Regions from separate parts of the Hordeum vulgare genome. Here all the other regions are linked to region 3. Evidence: chromatin contacts called from public Hi-C data. All regions are on one chromosome and are shown on one strand. Each heading gives the region's core, a stretch centred on a gene start, on an enhancer-like site or on the middle of the called end of the contact. The rest is flanking DNA. Distances are from core to core; before and after follow the strand shown.

Region 1 (2,700 bases), core at 142-2,641, 350 kb before region 3:
ATGTTTGCTTTCATAAAGATAATAGAGTCAGCAGCAAATAATAAGTGAGAAACTGATGGTGCATTTGTACATATCCTCACACCTTCAATGCCACGAACCTCCTCTTTATGAGTCACAAGACTTGACAAACCTTTCGTACAAATCAGAAATAAATAGGAGGAAAGAGGGTCTCCTTGGCAGAGCCCTCTTTCAGGAATAAAAGAGTTTGTCTCCTGATTTTTGAACCTTACTTTGTATTTCACTGGACAAACGCAAGCCATGAGAAGCTCCACAAACTCGTGAAAAGCCAAGCGCAGCAGCATACTCTACTCCGTAGGAAATTCCATTCAACACGGTCATATGCTTTGTGCATATCCAGCTTCTCTACACAATAACACCATTTACCTTTCTTCTTGTTGTTTTTTCCTGATCGTATGCAAATGTGTGCCAGTACTGCTATTTGCCGCAAAGAGAGAGAGAGGGTGAAAGAGAGAGCATCGCCAAACCCCAAACAAACCCCCAAAGTGCCAAATCCACGCACAAAGGTAAAGAAAGGACCACACGATCACAGGATACGCAACCGGACCCGATTGACCCGTTCCATCCAAACCCCAGCCCCAAACCCAGGACGGACGAGGCCGCAAGCGCCAAAAACGTGACCACCGTATCCACCCGGCATCGCGCACTTGCGTTGCGCAACGAGACGCCGGCCCGGGCAATGGTCGTCAGCCGGACCGGACGGGCAGTCCACTGACCGCAAACCGCCGGTGCCAGTGCCAGTGCCAGCTTTTCTTTCTTGCACTCACTCTCTCAGCTCACGCGCACACGCAGGACTGCACAGTGCACACCCGGCCGGCTTTCGCAAGGACCCAGAAAAAGACGGGCAAAGTTGCGTGCCCCGCTCCTCTCCCCTCTCCCCGCCGGCGCCGTTCCCGACGCGACGAAACGCGAGACATTTTTCGGGACCAAACGAAACCAGAGCGCGCTCCTATGGCCGCGCCACACATGTCGCCACGCCCAACAACAGCAACCGGTTAAAAAGAAGAAAAACTGGAACAGTGGAGTGAAGTGAGAATCCAATGCGACGTGAAACGAAGCGAGTGATGGACGGGAGGGGGGAACCTCAAAATTTTTACTCTGAAAAATTCACATAGGATCCTTCTTGTGCTCCCCAACCGCATTGCTAGTACAGTATCCTATTTTTGCATTCTTCTTCGCTTCTCCTTTTTGTCCAGTAGCAGTAGCAGTGCTGGTATGTATTTGTTTGGGTGATTAGCGAGTGATGGGTGATTAAACAAAGCGGCGGTCGTGGCCGCGACGACGAGCTCGCTTTGGCTGGCTTTTGCTGCATGCATTGGCAGCATTGCATGCGTGTGCTTCGGGCAGTTCCCTTCCCTCCATTTCGAATTTCAAATCCCACCCGGCCATTCCCCCAACGTCAAGCCAACGCTCTCCTCCTCTCTGCCACTGCCACTCCACTGCCACTGCAAAGCCCCCCACACCGGGCTCTCTCGGAAGCGCACGCGCACGCAGTCGCACACACCTGTCTGCTCCGCCCCGCCTCCTTCGCTCTCCTCCTCCTTCTTGCCGTTTCTTTCCTCGAGACTCTCTCCTTCCTTCTCTCCGGCGGCCGCCGCTCTGGTGCTGTTCTTGGCGTGGAGGAGCGGGAGATGGGAGGGTCCGGGAAGTGGGTCAAGTCGCTCATAGGGCTCAAGAAGCCCGACAGGGAGGATTGCATCAAGGTGAGGCCACCCGCAGACTCGCGGCATGGCCGCTGCGCTTCTTGCTCTCTCCATCGATTCTTTGATTGGATGTGCAGAAACATTCCGTTTCGCACTTGATTTTTGTTGGTTTAGCTGCATCTAGAGCTCGTGTTTTTCCCGAAATAGATGAAGCAGGAGAAATTAAGATGACACCAAGATTGGTTTCCCTAACCCCATTGCCGGCAAAAATCCACTGCTCCCTAATGCCCACGCGATGTCTCTTTTCATTGTTGCGCACATGTGTCGTCATCAAGATGCAAATACCAACAGTGCTTTTCATCCCCCCTTGACTTGATTGTACTTTCTTGCTGCTTCCCTTCACAAGTATTCCTACCACGACCCGCCGAAGCAGGGTTATGATTGGCTCAAAATAGGCTTCTTGTTTTTCAATCTCCTTGGGTTAATCTCATCTGAGTGTTCATGCCGAGCTTCAAATCTCTTGCGGTAACAATGCCCGACATCCCCTCATTCCTCTGCTTCTCCTACAGAGCAAGCTGCTAGTTCCGTCCGTGCTTGGAGTTGGAGGCAAGGGCCGGAAGTGGAGGCTGTGGAGGACCTCCTCCGGCGACCACGGCTCCCTGTGGCGCGGCTCCAGAGGCGGCAGCCAACGGTCCGCGGCGTCCGAGGCCTCCGACGACGCCTCCTCGCTGGCCGCCGCCGCCGCCGACATGTTCACCGCCGCCCTCGCCACCGTCGCCCGCGCGCCCGCCAAGGACTTCATGGCCGTCCGGCAGGAGTGGGCCGCCATCCGCATCCAGACGGCCTTCCGCGGCTTCCTGGTACCAACCACTCTTCTCGGGCTGCATCTGCACGGCGACTGCGCGCGCTCTGGATTGCACGCTGAGTGTTTGTGTTTCTGCAGGCGCGGCGGGCGCTGCGGGCGCTCAAGGGGCTGGTGCGGCTGCAGGCCATCGTGCGCGGCCGGCAGGTGCGGAAGCAGGCGGCGGTGACGCTCCGG
Region 2 (2,830 bases), core at 219-2,718, 450 kb before region 3:
TGTACATTATACTTTGTGGATAATATTGTGTGAAATCAATTGCTATAACTTATAACACAGAGTATTAATGTGTGTTTTATGTTCCTTCGACCATTAGATCACTTCTTACCGTACGATGAGCTTTGGGGTTGCTCAAACGTCATCTGTAACTAGGTGATCATAACGACAACTTACAGGTTCATCGGAAAGTTTGACAAGGAACTAGATAGCCCCAAGGGTGAAATACTCCCTCCTCATCATGTCCTCCGCTCGGATAATGACGATGGCCACCGGAGATGATTTGCCCCTCCGACAAGGTACTCGAAAGGCTCTAGATAGGTTTTATTCGATACGGAGAGTCACAACGGCGGAACGGAAGTTCTCTCCTAATCTTTTGAGGATTTTGGTATATATATAGGATTTCTCACTGTTGGAATTACGCCAACGGATCCATATGGGGACCACCACACAACATGGCCCATAGGTGGCTCACCTGTGGTGGTTCTTCGCTCCAATATTTCTTATATGTTCTACAAAAAATAATTAAAAAGTTCCGAACGATTTCAAAAACTATCATTTTGTGCACAAAAAATAGCACCATGATAATTCTGCTAAAAACAACGTCATTCCAAGTTAGTTCTAATTAAATCATACAAAATGCATCAAAATCATATATATGTATTGTAAACATAGAGTAATATTACATGAATACTTTATAAATTAGCGATAGCGAAAAAACAAAAAATGAAATAATTCAGCAAAAACAAAAACAACACGTGAATTCATAAAGTTCACGAATTTTGACATAAATCAAGAACTTGCCAAAAAGTTCATGGATTTTTCAGAAAGGTTCATTGATTTATTTAATTAATTGAATTTGATAGAAGTACAACATCATTAAAAAAATTCATCAAATTCAAATAATTATCATCCAACTAGAAAAATGTTCATTGAATTAGGAATAAAAATAATAAATTATGGAAAATTCTCATCAATATTTTAGAAAAGTTCATAAAATTGAAAAAACTCCATTGATTTTGAAATTCAGAAATTTGAATAAAAGTTCATGTATTATAGAAAAAACTTTTCATGAATTTGAAAAAAATTGTTCATGAACTAGAAAAAGGTTGACGAATATGAATAAAAGTTCATAGATTTTGGAGAAAATGTTCATCTAGTTTGAAGAAAAATTTCATAAATACTAAATAATCCATGCATTTTAAGGAAAAATAAAAAGGGAAATGGTAAAGGAAAACCAGATAAAAAATTACAGGAAAAAAACATGTATTGCAGAAAGAAATAAAATGAAATAAAAAAGCAAGTATTTCACAACCTATATCCGAGTGGTAGTTCGCAGTCCATTCAATTGTGAGGTTGCGAGTTTAAAGTTGGCAGCATGCAATTTGTTTGGCCGGCCCAGGTAAGAGCACCTTCAGCGTCCGTTTATGTGAGAATGCTGAAGGTGCCGAACAGGAAATGTTGACAAACCCTATTTAACGCCCCAGACGCCGGTTAAAGGCAAAATGTACTAACCGGCCCCTGCAACGCTCTGTAATGAGTCGGCCTGTCTAGATATTCATTATGAACTTTTATAGCCGTGAACTATTTTAGCGCGTGAACCCTTTTTTGAAATCGGTGAACTTTTTTGAAAATAGTTGTACTTTTTTTTTAGAATCGATGAACCTTTTTTTGTAATCGATGAACTTTTTTGAAAAATCATGAACATTTCTCGCTATCAGTGAACTATTTTTAAAAATTGATGAACTTTTTTTCAAAATCGATGACATTTTTTTTGAATTCTGTGAACTTTTTGAAAAATCGTGAACATATTTCCAAAAATCGGTGAACTTGTTTTTCATAATTATAGATTTTTTTTGGAAAATCTGAACTTTTTAAAAATTCTGTAAACTTTTTATACTTTTTTAATAACCAAGGAATTTAATATGGGCCGGCCCAAGAAGAGGGCCGATGCAGGCGCCCGTTCCCTGGTGGCGCTTGAGGCGCCACATAGGATGTCCCAGAAATGTTCGTTCAAACTGAAGCGCCAAATTTCCCTCAAACAAAAAAAATGTAGCGCCAAATCCATTCATGAATTCAAGAGACGTTCCGTAAAAAAAGGTTGACAGAGAAATGACGTTCTAGCATCAGTGACGAAGCCACTAATAAGTCGAAGGGATGTTTCCAGCCGTACGCCTATCTTGCTGAAATAAAATTCCAGATTTTTTCCTTTGGTTCTTTAAAAAATCCATAGATGTATTAGTGAAAGAACATGGATGTCGACTAGGAGGAGGAGAGATATGAATATATGCTTTAAAATAATTATGGTTAAGACTTAAACAATTACAAAATAAAACTAACGTTTAATTACTCAAGCACAAAACCTAAAATAATTAAGCTCATCTATGAACATCAACAACTTAAGCTAAGCAAAATAAACAACTAAGTGATAGCAAAATATATATCAAGAAACAATGGCTATCACAAAGTAAAGTGCATAGTAAAGAGCTCAGATAAGAGATAACCGAGGCACGCGGAGACGATGGTGTATCCCGAAGTTCATAGTCTTACAGATGCTGATCTTCGTTTGGAGCGGCGTGGAGGCACAATGCACCCTAAAAAGCCATTGGGGTCACCGTAATCTCCTCACGCCCTCACACAGTGCAAGATGTTACGATTTCACTAGTGGTGCTCTTAAAAGGCGGCAACCGAACCTTTATAAACAAGATTGAGGCAATCTCCACAACTTAATTGGAGACTCTCAACACCACCACAAAGATTCGCCACAATGCATTGTGGCTTCGAGGTGCAAATTGCTCGGGGCAATCTCCACAATCTAAGTGGAGACCGTGAC
Region 3 (2,700 bases), core at 83-2,582:
GTCCGAGAACCTTTTGCTGGACCCATTGAAATCGTCTTTGAACAGAGACCCACCCAATATTGCTGCAAGCCAGAAAAGCAACCTCAGTATGCAGTAGTTTATAATGCATATACTTAATACATATGCAATTAAACAGTATTCACTAGTCAGATTTGGGCAACGAAGTTATCAGCTTCAGGGAAGGAGACCATAATGAAGAGTTCAACCACATCATCTAGACCTACTTAAGAACCAAAGCTGAAGAGGATTTCATTTAGGAAATCCACGCTTCGCAAGCTTTAATCAGGGAATCACACAGACTTTGAATCTCCTAGCCATGTTAGTACCCAAAAAAGGGTGAATTTTGATGGCCCGTAGCCAAAACCCTTGGTTGTCCATAGCAATGTAAGCAATAGCGAGTTAGATAAGATCTGCAAGTCGATGACAGAATTAATCCATGACTGGAAACGAAGAAGAAAATTGGTAAAAATAAATAAATTCGCAGATACTAATCGGAGAGGCAAGGGGAAACATGTGGCAAAAATCCAAGCCAAAATCGTAACAGCAGAGCGCAACCGAGGGGACATCTCATCAGAGATCGGGGCGCACAAAAATCACGGGTGAAATCCCCTCAGAACCTCAACAAACGAAACGACTTGGACCCATAAATCTCAGAGTTCCAAGCGCCCAGGCAAACCTCGCAATCAAATCTTCCACGGGAACTGGTTCTAAAAAATTCTAAACGGCCGAAGCACACATCTGCTCGTAGAGAAGAGACCATCTAAAACGTGCAAGTCAGAGCCCCGCAAAATTCCCCATCGCGTCTTCCCCAAGAGCAGCCCAAAAACGCCCCCACAGACCTCCCAGACGCGACCGAACCACCGAGAGAGAGAGAGAGAGAGAGAGGAGAAATCCGTGAAGGATGAAGCGAAAACACGCCAGGATATGACGAACCGAACAGCAAAAACACGACAGATTGCCCGCAAAATCGCCCCAAAGCCCACGGCGGAAATCCCAGCCGGGAAGCCTCGGCCGCCGACGGAAAACCCATCTCACCGGAGATTACGCCGACACCCTGCGAAATTCAACCAACCAATCCGCGGGCGAAGCTCACCTGCCTCGGATCTGGGGAGAAGCGCGCCCGGGCAGCGCCTCACGCGCAGCTCGGACGCCCCTGCACCGCGCGCGTGGACGACGACCGACGGCCGGGGACGTAGCGCCTGCTGCCCTCGGCCTCGCCGCGTCCACCGGGGAGGAGACGCGCCGCTGGGGGTCCCCGCGGCGGAGGCTGATCGGGGGCGAGGGAGGAGGCGGCGAGTGGGCGAGGTGGTCGGTTGTGTTTGCCTGTGGGGAAGGCTTGGCTTGGCTTGGCGGGCGCAGGATACAAGTAGAGGAGGAGGAGCCGAGCAGGGAAGGGAAGCCCGGGTGGGAGGGCGGATGTGCGAGGTGGGTGGGGCTTCGGGGGGGTAAACGCAAGTTTGCCCGTTTGAAAATTAGGGTCTGCGACGGAAGTGCTTGTTGTTTCGGTTTCAGGGACGCCGTGCGGCCTGGGCCTTGTTGGGCCGCCGCTTCGGCTTCGAAGGTGTGTTTTGGTTGGTGGGGAAGAAAGAAAAACACATGGCAATTGTTTTTTTTTTTGCAGCGATGCCCCCATGCTAGATGGTTATTATGTTACGTGGAAAGTTTGAGGACGCGTTTGGTTCTTGGCCGAATAGAGTTTGCCGCGCTTTTTCTAGCGCTAAACCGCGGGAAGCCGCACGACGTTTCAAAGACAATTCCGTTGCCAGAGCCGTTACATGGTTTTGAAAATACGAGAGTATACAACAATGTGAGGAAGTGGTCTAATAAAGTATGACACATTCGCGACAATGACCCATAAAACAAACAATGCTCAGCCAATGCGTGTGGCAAAGTAAAACATGACTATAGACCAAATGTGTCCTACAATTCAAGAGGTTGTGTAAAAACTACAAACTTATTACGTTATTAGGACATTGAGTTGGGATTCAAACACTTCCTAAAACTTCATCGACATGGGGGAGCCATTCCTCTTTTCTCACTTATCTATCTTCTCTTGCGTTTGAGTTTTCTTTCCTCGTTTCCTCAACATGCTCCTCCTCCTCTCTTCCATGTTGGCTTCGTCGACCGACGAGGAGGCGGGAGAGGGGATCAATCCCCTGACCCCGCCATGCCTATACTCACCATGTTTTCTGCATCCCAAGTGGTTGTGTTTTACCTATCTCAAATAATGAACCGGATCGTGTATCTTTCTTCCTTCCTCCACTCATCTCATCCATGGTGGTTGGAGAAGGATTCGGCAAGGCCGGGAGGAAGCAGATCCGGGCCCTGCGCCGGGCTTGGGTTGGTGTTGTTGTTGATTCTCATATTCGTATTCATGTTCTCTGCAATCTGAATGTCATCGTGGTGGTAGCATTTTCGGAGGTGGAGAGTTACTGGGTCTGAGGCCTAACTTCATGTTCTTTTCTTTCTTATCCCTTTTATCCCCTATCCTTTTCTCCAATTAGGTTCATGTATGTTGCTAGCCTCTTAGCTACATCTCTCTAGCATCTATCATGTTATGTTCTCTCACTACTCCCCTTGAGATCCAACAAGGATGGCTTGAGACCCTTTGGATGATTTCCTTTATTATTACATGGCTTAGGGCTCGGTCCCTCCCATCGATATTTTCTTCACCATCTTATGTGTTGGGAAGAGGCCATC

The links. A called contact is a pair of places that touch in the nucleus more often than the background predicts.
Region 1: a Hi-C map of leaf shows a contact between it and region 3, with 3 times the contacts expected there. The contact joins the promoter of LOC123439479 here to the promoter of LOC123442893 in region 3. A contact is called at or near these places in 3 of 6 Hi-C or Micro-C datasets (leaf and seedling) and 1 of 1 datasets of contacts at active chromatin or transcription factors (embryo).
Region 2: a contact with region 3 is called in a Hi-C map of leaf, with 2.2 times the contacts expected there. The contact joins the enhancer-like site here to the promoter of LOC123442893 in region 3. A contact is called at or near these places in 2 of 6 Hi-C or Micro-C datasets (leaf and seedling).

The regions. Positions count from the first base shown.
Region 1 is chr3H:43,287,040-43,289,739 of MorexV3_pseudomolecules_assembly, forward strand. It overlaps LOC123439479 (protein IQ-DOMAIN 6-like), which reads left to right and starts at 1,392. Exons shown (of 5, transcript XM_045116191.1): 1 at 1,392-1,721; 2 at 2,231-2,521; 3 at 2,605-2,700. The coding sequence starts at 1,650.
Region 2 is chr3H:43,185,038-43,187,867 of MorexV3_pseudomolecules_assembly, forward strand. No RefSeq gene overlaps it. Among protein-coding and RNA genes, the nearest start is that of LOC123442890, 97 kb to the left of the region's middle. Within about 2 kb of position 1,469, at least 2 of the 3 cell types and tissues checked have open chromatin away from gene starts, as enhancers often do. A contact at or near this core is called in leaf, where this site is marked.
Region 3 is chr3H:43,637,852-43,640,551 of MorexV3_pseudomolecules_assembly, forward strand. It overlaps LOC123442893 (protein ALWAYS EARLY 3-like), which reads right to left and starts at 1,333. Exons shown (of 16, transcript XM_045119070.1): 1 at 1,094-1,333; 2 at 1-62. The coding sequence starts at 26.